Linked DNA regions of Hordeum vulgare: region 2 is linked to region 1. The links are chromatin contacts, called in public Hi-C maps. All regions are on one chromosome and are shown on one strand. The core of a region is the stretch at or near the end of the contact, and the rest is flanking DNA. Distances in the headings are between cores, read along the strand shown.

Region 1 (2,700 bases), core at 158-2,657:
TCACGATGCTTTGTCTTCATACTCACACAGGCTAAAACACCCGCTGGCAACAGAAAAAGGGTGCGACAAAAGGAGGCGACTTTACGCGTATCGTAGAGAGTTCGGATAGTAACAAAGAGCATGGTGCCGCCGCTCTACCACACGGAACGTGACCTACCTAGCCAAGCCATGAAATCCACATAGACGTCACTTTCTGCCGCGAAAGGGCTTCTATCTCCTATTCGCCACGTCTCGACTTTTCTTCGGAGGAAGGACTCAATCTTTTTCCCTCTAGAGCTTCATGTGGAATCCCAACATCTTAGATGCAAACCCAAAAGATAGAAAGAAAAAAAAAACCAGCCATCCGCGACACTTTCTCGCGCAAGGGCCTATATTTTCATTTTGGGAAACGTTTCTGGCCGGTGCGTCGGCCGAACCGTTCAGCCGGCCGCACACGACCCGCTGATTAGGCATGCAGCATTTTTTTCGTCTAAATTGCTGCAACCACCATCATATTTGCTACAAGCGTTTTTTTTTGCTATATTTTGTCCAGTAAAAAAGCTGGATATACGTTTGGTTGCAACTCCAGTTCGTTGGATTTTTCGTTACAATCGGTGTTTTTACTTTTGCTACAATCGTGTTAATTTTTGCTACAACCGGCATCATTTTTTGCTGCAACCGTTTACTAAAAAAGTTGCATCCACGTTCACGTAGATATTTGTTACAACCGGCGTTTGACTTTTGCTACCACGCACCATCAACTTCTTTTTTTGTTACGATCACTTAGATATTTTTTTGCTATAAATTTTGTTCTTGTTGCAACCGATGAAAAAATTTCTGCATCGCGTCGAAACTTTGCTGCATTGTGAAAAAAAATGTTGCATGAAGATCTAACGGTACGGACGCGCGGCAGTTGGCGGATCGTGCCGCGCGCGGGCGCAGAGCACCGGCCTTTTATTTTCCTAGTTTCCTTTTTTTGCGGATCTTAGGTTTTATTTTCCCTTTCCCTGTGTAGAACCTTTAATTGGAATTGCAACGGGAAAACTTTTATTTCGACCCAACCTTTTTGATCAGTATATCTATGTGTGTTTCATGCTCATATAGGAGTAGAACTTTGCATGGAACCTGAATGTAGGCGCACATTCCTCGTCACTTTATACATACTTGTAGACGGGGAAAAAAAGCGCACATCTTGTAGGAGTAGTTGTATGTAACCTCTAGCCTAGATGGGGTATAGGGCATCCAAGACGAGATGCACTTTACAGCGAGATACCTGGGACAGGATGGGATGGGATTCCCTTTTGCTTAGGGCAATCCAATTGCGAGGCCAATGAAAGCGCCGAACGGTCACTCTCGCCCCGCCCGGACCGATTTCGTTTTGAACGGCCGCCCACAAACACACACACGCAAGGGAGAGAGGGGGGAAAAAATTAGGATTCTTTTACTTATTTATCGCCATCCATCCATCATCTCCCCAGAAATCCCTCCTCGATTCGATTCCCCACCCCGGATCGACCACACCACACCGCACCGCAGCCGGCACGGAGCGAGGAAAAAAACCATTTCTTTTCCGCACCACCACCACCACTGCGAATATGCTGCCCCCAGCCGCGCCGGCCGCCCCCTGATCCCCAATGCCCCCGCGCCGCCGCCGATCCGCCCCGCCTCCCGCTTCCTCCTAGCCCTCTCCCTCCCTCCCTCCTCCGCCCCGCCGCTCCCGCCCGCTCGCGGCGGACGGGCTGGGGGCCGAGGGGACGGCTAGGGTTTTCCTCCCGCGATTCGAGCGCCGCCGGGCTCCCGCGGGTTCGTGCTTCCTCCCTCGCCCGCTCGCTCTGCGGAGCGGCGCCTGCGGTTCCGCGTCGCCCTAGAGGGATTGGCCGGCCCCTTGCTCCACTCCTCGCTGCCGCGGGAGCAGAGCGCGGCTCCGGGGAGGAGCTCCGCGGGCTCGATTCGCGGGCGCATTCCGCGGCCTCGCGAGCCTGAAGCTTCGGTTCGGCCGGCCCCGGGCCCCGGAAAGCGCGGCCTTTTAAGCTTCCCAGCGCCTCCCGCCGGGTCTCGCTGCGGGTGCCGGAGGGAACCATGGCGGAGAACATCGATCTGGTGCTGGAGTTCCTCAAGAAGAACCGGTTCGCCAAGGCCGAGGCCGCGCTCCGCGGGGAGCTCAGCGCCACCAACGGCCAGAGGCGCGCGGCCGAGCCGCCCAAGGAGGAGGACGAGCAGGAGGGCGGCTCCACCGCGGGGCCGAGGGGCGCCGCCTCTTCCGTGAGGAGCGCCGACTCGTCGAGGGAGTTCATCGTCAAGGAGATTGACGTGGGAGGCCTGGCGAACGGATCTGATGGGAAGAAGGGGCTCGGGATTGGCCTGCCTCTCGAGAGCAACAACACGGGGGATCTGTATCCGTGGAATTTCAGCATTGCCAACAGCACCGTGGAGCAGCTGGCCGAGCTTCTCGTGTCCGAGGAGGTGCCGCGGCATCGCCGCACATCGGTAGCTGAGAAGAGGGACCGGGGCGTCGGGACCGAGCAGCCTGGTCCGGTGCTGGAGCAGAAGGTGTCGTTTGGAAGAGGGAAGGGGAAGGTTGACACCGCGGGGAGAAGTGAGGTCCATGAACCAGGCCATTCGAGTGACAAGAATCTGGTTCCAGAAAAGGAGGAACCCTTGAATGGCTATGCAGTCAAGACAGTGCTTCCATTTCCTACTGAAATCCCGTCGTCTAGCTAC
Region 2 (2,700 bases), core at 181-2,680, 310 kb before region 1:
TCTAGTGGCCCATAGTTCATACTGATGTACACAACCGACATACAAAATAACGTCGTTCGTGGCCGTGGCTCGGTCATCTAGATCGAGCATCTCATTTTACTTGTTCTCAAACCAAAACCGTCTCCTCGGAGACATGTTGGTCAAGTCCAAGGTCATGAAAGTAAATAGGGAAAATCTAAAGTGCACACAATGCACACTCGCTTTCCCGTGCGGCTGATGCGCACAACTCGGAGAGCTCGTTTAGCAGCATTGCATTTTAAAAAAGATTTATCTATCCATTTTCACCACTGACTTTATCGCGACGAGATCTTCAAAAGTAGATCCCATGCCGACATGTTTCGATAACTTTTGTTTTCGTCGGTACTTGCCAGATTACTATAACTTACTTGTCACATTATTCGTCACATAGTTCTCACATTAAATTAACTTAATTATCAGGTTTATGAATGTTCACTAAAAAACTTGATTCATTGTACGTGTGCTTGTCACGGCCATGGAGGCGGCCGAAAGAATAGCCGGTAGGTCGGCACAACCCTAGCATGAGGAGGGCGTTCGTCGTAGCTTGTTGCATGGCCTTGGCGACGAGGGCCTTGTTGTCCTCAATGGCGGCCTTGTGTTGCACGGTCGCCACCTTGAGGGTGTACTCGGACATGGCCTTCTTCCGGGTCTGAACGGACTGTTGGGCTCTTCTCTTGGCCAACTCTCGGCCGAGTCTCTCAAGATCCGCCGGCGTGAGTGGCGGCCTAGGCTTCGAAGCCTCATTCTTCTTTTTGGCGGCGACCCGGCCGACGGTGGCGTCAGGCTTCGGGGCGCTGACCATGGAGGCGGGGTCGGAAGAGGGTGGGAGGGTTTTTGAAAAGATAGGGAAATGGAAGGCGTTGTCTCGTCGACGGACGACCCAAATGAGAACAAGAGCGTACGTCTCATCCGCGCGCTGTCCGTTTGGACGCAAACACGATTCAAATTTGGTTCCAAGACGAACAAAAATTGAACGTCTATCCGTTTGCGCGCGTTAGGTCATGTTTTGTGTCCGTTTCATCCCAAACAAACGCGGCTGAATCATTTGAGGTCGTCAGTTGGAGTTGCCCTCACCCTTGAGCTGCCAATTTACGAAAGCAAAGCGCGAAAAAAAGAAGAGTCAAAAGAGCAATATAACAGAGGGAAAGCGACCCGACGAATGGAAAGAGGGAAGCTTCTCCTCCACCTTGGGAGGGCCAACACCAGACACCGGAGCGCGCAGCCCCGAACAGGCATCATCGACCCCCAAGTGTCGAATAAAGCGTGACCGAACGAAACGGGAACAGAAACATCTTCGTCCAACCATGAACCAACGGTAAAACTAAAAGACGTAGACGAATGGCGAACGGGATCACGCTGCGTGACTGCGTCACATGTAGTACTACATGCTTTTTTTTTTGAACGGTGACATGTAAATGTAGGCTGTACGTAGCTTCCCCCTCCCCTTCGTCAAAATCTTCCCCTTCCCCCACCCCCTCGATTTCGATTATAAATATTCCGCCATTTTTGTCTCCCGGCCAGCACGGCGCATACAATAGGAAACGCTCCCGCTTTCCTTGGTAACGCGCTTGACCCTGACCCTCGTGTTTGTTGATCAAGCACGAACCCAGCAGCATCAGCGCTAGCCAGTACCGCCGGCCCCCATCTCCGATCGGATCGGCCGTCCTCGCCGCCGGCGAGCGATCAAGATGGTGCTCTCCCACGCCGCGTCGGGAGGGTCGTCCGACGACTCGGTGCACTCCACCTTCGCCTCCCGCTACGTCCGCGCCTCCCTGCCAAGGTGCGTCCTTCCTAGCGCTCTGCTTGTGCGCGCGCGCGCATGGCGGATGGATCATGGATCATGGAGATGGATGCTAATTGATTTGGATGGGATGGGATGGGCATGTACGTAGGTACCGGATGCCGGAGAACTCGATCCCCAAGGAAGCGGCGTACCAGATCATCAACGACGAGCTGATGCTGGACGGGAACCCGCGGCTGAACCTGGCGTCCTTCGTCACCACCTGGATGGAGCCCGAGTGCAACAAGCTCATGATGGACTCCATCAACAAGAACTACGTCGACATGGACGAGTACCCCGTCACCACCGAGCTCCAGGTATCTATTAATTCCCATCCCATTCCATTACTCATTTACTGCTTACTTTGGCGTTACTTCGGTCATCTCTTTACTTTAATCCCCGGTATCGCCAACCTGCTGCGTGCTCGAGTCCCCCTGATTTGCTATCGAGATCTCCTTCTTCTTATGACTGCTCCACTTGGCCTGATCCAGTGATCCTGCATGGAAGTTTGAAAACTAGGAATGGTAGAAAATGATCGAGCACCCACGTCATATGCGCGTTCGTATCTTGCCTCTACCCTAGCGACGATTATTATATGTAGAGTTCAGTTACCTTTCTGCCCACAGTTTCAGATTTTTATTCCTATGTATGTACGCGTGTAAAAGAGACGAATTATGTAGCAGGAACGGACTCCGGAACTCTTTTCCATTGCTCTCAAGTTTATCTAGGCGTCCTAGATGTCACCGAGAGAAACAAAAAGGTCGGTCGATTCGCCACTTGGGCATTCAGTAGTCGTGTCAGGCTAGCAGCAAGTGACAAAACCAGGAGGTATAGTCAGCCTTCAGCTTTAATTTGGACAGAGTTCATGCCATGCGTGTAGTATCACTATTTCGTGCCGACAG

Evidence for each region. Hi-C and Micro-C count contacts between places; a contact is called where the count stands out from the background.
Region 2: a contact with region 1 is called in a Hi-C map of leaf, with 3 times the contacts expected there. The contact joins the promoter of LOC123447564 here to the promoter of LOC123447546 in region 1. A contact is called at or near these places in 2 of 6 Hi-C or Micro-C datasets (leaf and seedling).

The regions. Positions count from the first base shown.
Region 1 is chr4H:20,800,030-20,802,729 of MorexV3_pseudomolecules_assembly, reverse strand. LOC123447546 reads left to right here and starts at 1,407. Exons shown (of 7, transcript XM_045124152.1): 1 at 1,407-2,700. The coding sequence starts at 2,059.
Region 2 is chr4H:21,107,965-21,110,664 of MorexV3_pseudomolecules_assembly, reverse strand. It overlaps LOC123447564 (glutamate decarboxylase 1-like), which reads left to right and starts at 1,430. Exons shown (of 6, transcript XM_045124171.1): 1 at 1,430-1,798; 2 at 1,911-2,115. The coding sequence starts at 1,707.